Regions from separate parts of the Sus scrofa genome. Here region 2 is linked to region 1. A link is a contact called in public Hi-C data. All regions are on one chromosome and are shown on one strand. Each heading gives the region's core, a stretch centred on a gene start, on an enhancer-like site or on the middle of the called end of the contact. The rest is flanking DNA. Distances are from core to core; before and after follow the strand shown. Region 1 holds the start of HOMER2 (homer protein homolog 2). Region 2 holds the start of FSD2 (fibronectin type III and SPRY domain-containing protein 2).

The links. A called contact is a pair of places that touch in the nucleus more often than the background predicts.
Region 2: a Hi-C map of skeletal muscle shows a contact between it and region 1, with 4 times the contacts expected there. The contact joins the promoter of FSD2 here to the promoter of HOMER2 in region 1. A contact is called at or near these places in 1 of 47 Hi-C or Micro-C datasets (skeletal muscle) and 1 of 2 datasets of contacts at active chromatin or transcription factors (skeletal muscle).

What each region holds. Positions count from the first base shown.
Region 1 is chr7:51,998,379-52,003,878 of Sscrofa11.1, reverse strand. It overlaps HOMER2 (homer protein homolog 2), which reads right to left and starts at 2,626. Exons shown (of 9, transcript XM_001927296.5): 1 at 2,251-2,626. The coding sequence starts at 2,255.
Region 2 is chr7:52,140,935-52,145,988 of Sscrofa11.1, reverse strand. FSD2 (fibronectin type III and SPRY domain-containing protein 2) reads right to left here and starts at 1,518. Exons shown (of 13, transcript XM_021098895.1): 1 at 1,348-1,518.

The sequences.
Region 1 (5,500 bases), core at 1,377-3,876:
GAAACCACACACTAAATGCAAATGACTTCCCAGAAGCGGGAAATAGCAGTGAACATCTGAATGGGGAAAAGCATCTTAAGTGGGGAAGAGAGAAATTTGGAGTTTTGTTTTTTTTTTTTTTTTTCTCTTAAGTCTTGGTCATGTCTACACAGTAGAGCAATGACAAAGCTGCAAGGTTTCCTACTGGCTGCCCTTTTTGGTTCATCCCCCTCCATCCTACTCAACTCTCGGAAAGGATGACATTGGTTCTATTTTCGGTTAATATGGCTCCCTCCACCCTCCTCTGTCTGAAAGGCTTATCCAGCCCTTAGCTCCATCTCAATTTACAGCTATGGTTTGTACGTTCACATAAATTATAGAAGAGGTAGATATATTTAAAATGGCAGAAGTAGGTAGGAGTTACAAACCAGCGCTTTCTTACAAGAGTGAGTAACAGACATTTATCGGATGATGTTAAAATTACATGAAAGACATATTCTGTGTTTAAACAAAATCCCCAAGCTACTCCTCCCTCCCTCTCTACAAACAAAAATTATTTTCTGACATTTTCTTTAAGCTTTTATGAGTAAACATTTTCATTTCCACAGAACTATTTGATCTCAACCACAGAGTTTCAATATTTGTTTTTTGATCATGCAAGTGTGTTGGGCTGCTTTGGCTGGGGGGAGGGGTTCAGAGACCGTTAAAATTACCAAATTCCTTTTATCTTCCATCTTGAGACCTACATTTGCCAACTCTTTCTTCCCATACATTTTTTTTTTTTTTTAAATAGGAAATCTGAGACTCTCAAAGGCTCCTACTGTACAAAGAGCAGCCCTTTCATAGACAACTAACAGGTCACTGGAAATGTTACAGAAAAACTGCTTCCCAGCCAGGGTGCGCCTCTGGTAAAATCGCTCACAGCTTCTGTACATGTGAAAACTGGGCTGGCACCAATGCCTTAAGCAAATCTCCTGGCCCCTCTCTGTCCCCCATGATCTGTCCATGTTGGCCTGGAGTTCTCACACTTCCCTTCTCAGAATTCCTCTTGGTCTGCCTCTGGTTCCTCCAAACACTTTACAGACCCCACAGATAAGATTCACTGGGTAAGTAAAGGGACCTCAGAAACTTATCTGGAGTAAGGACAATAAAGCCACTGACCCATGGCAGGCCACCAGGACAATCTTTTTTTCCCCTTTCCACTCCTCACCAATGCCACACAGCAAAGCAAGCTCTCTAGACTCACCCAGCAGAAGTCTTTGGGTCACAAGAAGGTCTGTCTGAAGGGCACTAAGCTCAGCGGCAGGGCACAGAGAAATTCAGGGACTCTGGTTCACTCACCCAGCCCCACCCCCACGCCCACTGTCAGGCTGCCGATGGGCTCAAACCCTCATCAGTTGCCCAGCCTGGGAGAAGGTACCCAACCACTTCAGGCCTCGGTTTCCGCACCTGTGAAATGGGCAGAACAACCATTCCCTGAATATGCACAGCGCATCATCAATATGCGCTCACATCAGGAAGCAGATGTAAGGAGTTAATTGTGTTATTAGCACCGCGGCTCCCTGACTCACAGCACCTACTGCTCAGAGAGACGCCAAGGAGAAATCAATCCTGCTTTTTAAATTACTTTATATACTCAGAAGCATTAGTCACTTCGACAGAGTACTTCAACTTCTCTGAGCATCTACTCAGTTGTTTCAAAGACTGAAGCCTTACCTTGACTCCTCGCAGACTTCCATCATCCTCAGCCATCTCAAAGCAGACTCAAAGTCCACTATTCCTACGCTGAGATTATTATTACGTGGTTTGTTCCCTTTCCAGGAAAACTTCGATTTCCATTTTGTTTGTAATAAACCCAATTGTAGAGAAAGACAAACTGCTTCTTGGACTCCCAAACACAGGCCCTGGAGTTGATCGCGTCCGGAGCAAGGGGACCGCGGAATGGCCGAAGCACCGAGGCCGGCCAGGGTGCCTGTCCCCGCCCGGTGCCCCAGCGGCTGGGCTGCTTCGGAGGAGAAAGGCCACGGGTGCGGGGCTGAAAGTCCGCGCTCAGGCCAACGTGTCCCTGCCCCGTGCCCGCGAGCCCGGGCAGAGGGCGCGGGGTCGGGCGGCCCCAGGCTCTCCGGAGCCGGCTGCGCCCCGACTTCAGGCTCCCGGCTCGGGGCGCAAGGGCCCGCCGGCTCGCTGGGCTCCGAGCGGGGAGACGCGATCCGCGGCCCCGCAGCCCCTCTGGGGCTGCGCGCGGGGCGCGCGCGGCGCGGGCTCACTCACCCCATCTCCGGCGCTGCTCCGGCGGCCGCTCCGACGGGGCCTCTCGCGCTCGCTCTCCGCCCGCTCTGCAGCCGCTCCCGGCGCGGCACATGCGGCGGCCCGTGCGCGCCCGGCTTAGCCCCGGCGCCGCTCCATTCCGCGGGGCTGCGCGGCTGCCGCTGCCGCCGCCGCCGCCGCCGCCACCAGGCGCGGGCGGGCGGGGGCTGGGCCGCCGGGGGCTGGGCGGCCGCGCTCGGGCGGCGCCCGCCCCGCCCCGCTCCCCCCGCCCAGCTCCTTACGTAACCTCGTGGCCCCCGGGCCGCGGCGCCCAGCCTAGGGGCGGGGGGCGCGGCCGTGTGCGCGTGGTCCCTCGGCGCCCCTGCTGGGTCGTGCGCGCCTCTGGGGCAGCCCCTTTACGTTTAGGTTTGGTCATTGGCGCGCCCCCGCCCCTTGCCCACCTGGGGGCTTGGCGCCGCGCCTCAAGCGAGCATCCGGCCTGTGGGACTGAGTCCGGCTCGCAGCTGCGGGGGGAGGGGGCGTGGGCCTGGGGCGACGCTTAGTTTGCAGATGCGGGAAGGATGCCCCCAAGAGAAGAAGCGATTTGCCCAAGGTCACACATTCAGATCTGAGCTCAAGGTCTTCAGAATCTGAGATTGGCAGGGCCCCCTGTCGGTCCTTGAAGCCCAGTTATATTTTGCTGTCCATTGCCAGGTGTGGGTGGTTCAGGGTACCCCCGCCAAGAAATTCTGGAAACCATCGTGGCAGGGAGATCCTACACCCACAGCAGGTGTTCTGGGTTCTTCTCTGGGTAAAGATAGGATAGAGGTTCCCAACTAGAGGGTAATCGCTTTTCAGGTGGCTTAATCACCTTGGCTTAGAACAAGGGAAATGGAGATGGCAAAAGTGGAGCTTAAAGAAGAGCAGTCTCTTAATCCCCTTTCTGCACATCAGGTCCTGATCCCCTCCTAAAGGCCAGCAATGGGACTAACCTAACCTTCATCCTCTTTCTGGGCCTTTCACGGGATCATTTTCTGCTGAGAATATACTGCTCACCTGAGCCTGGGCAGTATTTTTTTTTAACTCGGGACAGTTAAAAAAAAAAAAAGTCAAGGAACAAGCCTATGGAGCAGGACTACCACTCCAACCTTACCCTCATCTCTCCTGGGACCCCAACTTGGCCTTAACCCTCAAGGTCTCCTCGTGGGGCTAGCAACCCCTATGTGTATTTTTCTCAATTACAAATCTGATCATATCGCTTTTCTTAAAATCCTGCAGTGGTTTCCCTCCCACTGTCTTTGGGATGAAGACAAGATACAGACATGCCTCCAAAGCCTTGCCTGTCGTGCCTCATCGCCCTCTCCAGCCATTTCTCCCTCATTCTTGCCCTTTGCTTTTTCGCCATCTGGCCGCCCTCTCTTCAGCCCATGCTGTTCCCTCAGCCTGGGAAGATTTTTTCCTCTCTTGTCTCTGACACCCCACCTCCCTTGCCTAGTAAATTTCTACTCATTTTCAGATCTCTGTTAAACTGTCACTTCCTTGTGGAACCTTTACTGCATGCCCCAGACAAGACTGTGAACTCTTGTACTTTCTCTTCATTGCACTTAACTGTTTGTAACCTATATTTGTGAAATTATTACTTTACTGTAGTCTCTCAGGCACATGTGCACACTCTAAGAAGCCATTTTTACCCATCATTGTATCTCCAATGCCTAGAATTGTGGCGGAAAGTCCTCCATAAGCATCTGTTGAATGAATGAATTAGCCAATAGGCCAGGCCACGGATACTCTGAATTGGTCAGGGTCTGTAAGCACAGATGAATCTGTTTATAGAGCCAGGACTGGATAAGCATTTGGTCCTGGAGGAAACTTAGCTGAATTCCAAAGACCAGGTGAAGCCAGTTAGGGGTGGGGGTGGGGGTTCCTGGCAGCATCAAAGGGAGAAGCCAGCAGAAGGAGAATAAAGGGCAGAAGCCAGCTCAGCTGGAGTAGGAGTACCAGGCGAGAGAGTCACAGCGCAGTTGGGCCAAGCAGTGTCCCTAACCATGTATGGGAGTTTCCTTTTGCTCCATGGATGGAAAGGGCCCGCCCAAGTTACCTTGGGAAGATGTAGGGAGGCCAAACAGGCGGGGCTGGTGAATCACTTGGGCTGCTTCACGCAGTCAGCAGAAAGCAGGCCAATGCTAGAGGCTTGAGCCCACGCGAGATTAAATCCTCTGTGATTAAAGTGGCTGTCGCTCTGGGCAAAGCCTTCCCTATGGGGAGAGGAAAGGGGAGATGAGACAGGATTTGGAAATGGATGTCCTGCTTTCCTCCAATTCTGGGCTGCCATTACTGTGGGGGGTGGCCTCCATGCTTCTCCTTCAACCCCCACACCAGGCCCAAGTCAGGTCCTGCCTCTCGGGAGATTTCCCAAGTACTCAGGGCCCGGTCTAAGCTTCCACGGTAGTCCTTACCAGCAGTATTTCATCACCTTGGAATTCTCCCTCAAGAGGAGCTGCTTAATTTCCCTATTAGTGCCTCCTCCCTCCATCAAAGCCAGTATAATCACCCTGTTTCTGTGGAAAATCTCCCATCAACATGGTCTCCGTGGCCCCGTTGTCAAGGGATGTGATTGGTTAAGTCTCTCCAGAGTCCCAGAGTCGGAGTTCCCATCGTGGCACAGCGGAAATGAATCCACTAGGAACCATGAGGTTGCGGGTTCAGTCCTTGTCCTCGCTCAGGGGGTTAAGGCTCTGGCATTGCCGTGAGCTGTAGTGTAGGTCACAGACGTGGCTCGGATCTGGCATTGCTATGGCTCTGGTGTAGGCCGGCAGCTGTAGCTCCGATTCGACTCCTAGCCTGGGAACCTCCATATGCTGACGGTGTGGCCCTAAAAAGACAAAAAAGGGGGGGTCAAGGGGAGAGACTCCGTACTGGCAGGGTTTGAGGTGAGGTCACGGAGAGTCTCTTTAGGCCAAGAGAGGATCCTTTTAGACTGAGCAAGAGGAGCCAGCGAGCGGAGATGAGACTGAAGATGTGGGAAGGAAAGGGAGGTCATGGAGAAAGTGGGAGAGGATGGGGTCCAGGCCAGCGAGGAGCTGGCCTTGGAGAGGCGAGGACGGTCCAGAGGGGAAGGTGAGAGAGGCTGAGGGAACCCTTGCCTGGTGGGCTCCTTTTCTGAAGGATGCAAAGACACCTACTGAACATGTGTGATAGAGAGGAGGTGGGGTAGAAGCCAAATTTGAAACATCAGAAAAGAAAAACTGGCCTTTGGATAAGTGCAGAGTTGGGA
Region 2 (5,054 bases), core at 269-2,768, 140 kb before region 1:
ATAAGAACAAGTTCTTCCATGCTGGCATCTGCCCTGTGAATACACTGACACAAATCAGTCTGGGAGCTTGGCAGCAAAGGAGGACTTAGCAACACACCGCAGAGGTGACACTCACTTTCCCCCTCAACATCCAAACCCTTAACAAAATATTCAGAATTGGGGGAGAAAGGAACATTAACAGTAAATTGTCATTTTATAAATGATAAAACTGAGGCTTAGAGAAATATAGTAATAAATCATAGTAAAGAATATAAAGATATATAAAGAATATGATGGATAGCTTCTACTCTATGCCATTGATCTGCAGTTAAAAAAATAAAGACTTCTGCTCAAGTCTTATATGGGAAGTATGCTTTAATTAGAAAAGTCTCTGGAGGTTCCCATTGTGGCTCAGCAGTAACAAACCCAACTAGTATCCATGAGGACTCAGGGTCAATCCCTGGCCTTGCTCAGTGGGTCGAGGGTCCGGCGTTGCCGTGAGCTGCTGTGTAGGTCATAGACATGGCTCAGATCCTGCGTGTCTGTGGCTGTGGTGTAGGCCGGCAGCTGCAGCTCTGATTCTACCCCTAGCCTGGGAACTTTCACATGCAGCAGGTGTGACCCTAAAAAGCAAAAAATAAAAAAATAAAAAATACATTTTTTAACTTTTAATGGGTCGTGGGTACCTCTGAGAATCTACTGAAAGCTGTGAATTCTCTTTCCAAAAGTGAGCCCAGAAAGGCACAAACATAATTTTGTACATAATTTTAGGAGCTCACCCATGTAGCCCCTGGCAATTTTGGAGCCAGAGCTAGAAACTTGCTTTAAACTGTTAGCTGTATGGTTTTACAAAATGGTTCAAATCAGCACAGTTCACACCTAAAAACTTTCTATGGGAGGACAGGGTGTGCATAACAAGTGAAAAATGATGTTGATGCTGTTTTTCAGTATTTGAATCAAAGCATAAAATTATGATTTGTCAGCACGCACATGCAGATTGAAATAAAAGGTATTTATCAACCGAATACCATAGTCAAATGACATCAACATTTAGAGTTTCAAACCATTCTAACAAATGGGAACCCGCACCAAAAATACCCTAAAGACGCATTCTACTGGTTGCAAAAATCGCCAGCCTTTCTGTCTGCATCTGAGGCTTTCATACCCTGTACCAACCCCACATTCAGTAAAGCTGAACCCTGGCTGCAAGAAGGCACAGGAAATAGTCACACTGTTTATTGCAATGTACACCTGCAATTTCAGATGATCTCTCTTCCCATCTAAAGGAAAGGCATTGTAGCACTCCATTACTGAGTTTCTAATAGTATTAATTTGCATTAGAAAAATAACAACTCTTCAAAAACTTGCCTGCTAATTTAAGGATCCATACATTTTTCTTTTAACTCGGAGGCTCCGGGTAACTACTAGAAAACTGCATCCACGGTCAGCAGGCTTTCCCTCTGGGTGACCTCTGTACGCCCGGCAGGCTGCCCCTGCCTGTTCTACCCCAGAGTCCTACAAGTGGGGCAGCAAAGGCAGGGGTAACACGAGCTGGCTCTGGCTGCAAATAGCAACAGGCCTGCCTGAGTGGAAGCCCAAATATAGACCTGCCACTGCTTACTGCTCAAGTGTCACCAGGGTAGGTCACATGTAATAAATGTTACTTCATTTACTGTGGGGATTTGAGTGCTGTGGCTCTACCCAGGGACTCAGGTGGCTGGGCATGTGTAGAGGGCAGGGGGCTGTCACTGTGAGGTTGGGAGGGCAGCTGCAGGCCACACAAGAGAATGGACTCTGAGAGGCCAAATGCTGTGCACCTTCCACCTGGCCTGAGGGGCAGGAATTACTCCCCTCTCTGGAGAAAAATCCAGCAGACTGGAGTTCCCCTTGTGGCTCAGCAGAAACTGGTATCCATGGGGACACCGGTTCAATCCCTGACCTCACTCAGTGAGTGGGGGATCCAACCTTGCCATGGGATGTGGTGTGGGTTGCAGATTCAGCTCAGATCTGGCGTTGCTGTGGCTGTGGTGTGGACCGGCGGCTGCAGCTCCACTTCAATCCCTAGCCTGGGAACCTCCATATGCCATGGGTGGGCCCTCAAAAGATTAAAAAAAAAAAAAATTCAGCAGACCCATGACCTTCTGCTCCCTCTTAGGTAACACACTTGAAGGCATAGTCTCCATTTGGTAATACAGTCCAGTCCAGTACATTCACTAAAAAGTCAAATTTAGCTTAGCCAGCATTGAAACCTTCTCCCCTTCCCAGCTTAGGCCTCTGGAGCTGGAAGTCTGCCCTGAAAAACGAGGGATGAGGTGGCGCTCTTCTTCCCACACTTTCTCCCTGAGCTCTGGCTTGTCTGCCACAGGCAGGAGGCGTTAAGGTGATAAGACAACTCCTATGTGTGCTGGTGCCACAGACGATGCTAGCTTCTAGCCCTTTGTGGCAGGCAGATGCTTAGAGCTTTGTTTATCCCTCTAAGCTTGTATACACCTCTGGGGTTTCCCATTATGGAGCCCTTTCCCATGGAGTTTCCACGTCCCTCTATTCTAGGCGGTTCCCTGCACTCCTCCTCCAGGCCCTGGTGAGCCACCTCCAAGATTTCTCAAATGAAGTCTCCTCACCCATGCAGCTCATTCTCTTAGGCTGAATCTAGGTGGCTCCTTGCTGGCTCTGTCTTCCTGCTGGCCCACATCTCGAGCTTGGGAAGCAGACGGCATCCTAGGTCCTAGTAAACTCTGGGATGCAGGTGATGCCAATGCAGCCACTTCCCTTGGCTCTGCCACTGAAGCAGCCAATCCTCTCCTCTCAGGCCACCATGCGCCCACCTGCAGGAAATAGAGCAAGCTCCCTGAAGTGTCCCTTTGAAGATGGCTCCACTGGGCTCACAGATCGGGGATGGGGTTCCAACCCTCCCCACAGTGCAACAACAGATCTCTCCAGAAAAATCACTCCAAAATGAAAGCAAAGTTTATCTCTTACGAGTTATTTTACTTTTCATAACTCCCAAACATCCTCTTTTCTTCACTCTGATCCCTTTTCATTTTCTCCCATTGGCAGAAAACATAAAGTGGGTTCTGGACCATCTCCTAAAAATCTGTATGTGGTGATCTGATCTCAGATTTTTACCTCTACTGCTTTTTGTGTGTGTGTGTGTGGGGGGGGCTCTCCTGTGGCATATGGGAGTTCCCAGGCTAGGGGGTCTAATCAGAGCTGCAGCTGCTGGCCTACACCAAAGCGACAGCAACACCTCATCTGTGACTTTATACCACAGCTCAGAGCAAAGCTGGATCCTTAACCCACTGAGCGAGGCCAGGGATCAAACGTGCATCCTCGTGGATATTAGTTGGGTTTGTTTCTGCTGAGCCACAGCAAGAACTCCTCATCTACTACTTTTTGAAGTTTTAATCAAAATTGCATTTTTAAAATACTTTTACTGCCAGGTAGCTATACAATAAAAATATTGGAAGCAAAATAAAATATTAAAAGCAAAAAATTTGAAAGAAAAAATTATGCAAAGATGTGTGTACAGGAATGTTCGCCAGGGTATTACCTATACTGGCAGAAAACTGAACTTAATCTATTTCTACCAATATAGAATTCATTAAGCAAATCACAATACTGTCAACTTGATATTGACAAATATTAAAAATAATGTAGATGCCTATTATTTTAATGTAGATGATGCCTACAATATATTTGTAAGTAGAAAGAGTATGCAAAACATCATTACAGTATAATCATATATATATTCACAAATGTATACATACACACACAAAATGAAAGCAAGGTTTATCTCTTATGAGTTATTTTCCTTTCATAACTTTTCTATGTCTAGTTTTATAATATTATTCATACCTTTTATTATTTTTAAAAACTCTTTAGTTTTTATTGTAAAATAATATATAGTATTTGGCTTAGAAAAGAGCAAATACTACAAAAGAATCATAAAGGAAATGTAAGCCAGTCAGGCACCCCGGTAAAAATGATTAGGTTTGGTGTGTACTTTTCTGTTTTTTTTTTTTTTTTCCTAAGAATGTATACATTTATGCCCCTCTCACACAAAACAGAAATTACCTTTATAATTAGAAAGTCTGCTAATTTCATTTTGAAAAAGCAAATAATTTAGAACTACTAGAAAGGATTAAACAATATAACACAAATACGGTAAAAAGATATACTGTAAAGAATATACAAAACATATTAAAACAGGCTATTAAAGAATAAGTAAATCATTTTTAGCTAAAACGATAATGTTAAAAAATAGTTTGAGGGAGTTCTGGCCGAGGCACAGTGGGTTAAGAATCCGAGTGTAGCGGCTTGGGTCGCTGTAGAGGCGGGTGATTGGATCCCCAGCCAGGTGCAACAAGTTAAAGGATCCTGAGCAGCTGCCCAGCCCTGGAAACTTCCATATGCCCCGGGTGCAGCCTTTAAAAAAAAAAAAAAAAAAAAAAGTTTGAGGAAAAATAAATCTCTTTACCTAAAAGGTTATCTGTTCAAGAGGACTGAATAATAGCCAGAGCCGCTGTCTGGTATCCAGGACCCCACAATCCCCCTTCTCCCGGACAGATACAGGCAACGTTAGACTTTCCAGCTACATTCCACAGAGGTTCCTAGATGCCCTGGGATTATCTTCAGCGGGAGAGATGCCTAACGGTAGCTTTCACCTAGCTCTGTTTTTTATTTTTGTTGTTGTTGTTTGTCTGGGGATAATAACCAGTGCAAATCTGATTGCAGGCTTTCCCAGCCCCCAAACCTTCAAAAAGTCTTTCATTGGTTCCCGAATCAAACCCTCACAAACCTTGTGATGAAGGGTTCCTTCTCAGCTCCTTGTGCACCCCCTCCCTCCCCTCCGCCCTCTACCCCCACTAGCCTCTCAGTGCACTGGCAGGATGGGAGCGGACCTGTGTTGTATTTCTCAGTACACAGTGGGTAGAGACCAAGGCTGTCTTATTCCCTGTTGTATGAACAGCTCGAGCTCCAAGTCACACTCCCTCCCCACTGCAAATTACATCTCCGGATCTCCTTAAACAGGTCTTCAGCAACCAGGTGGTCTGAAGGGTGTGAAGTGCCTGATT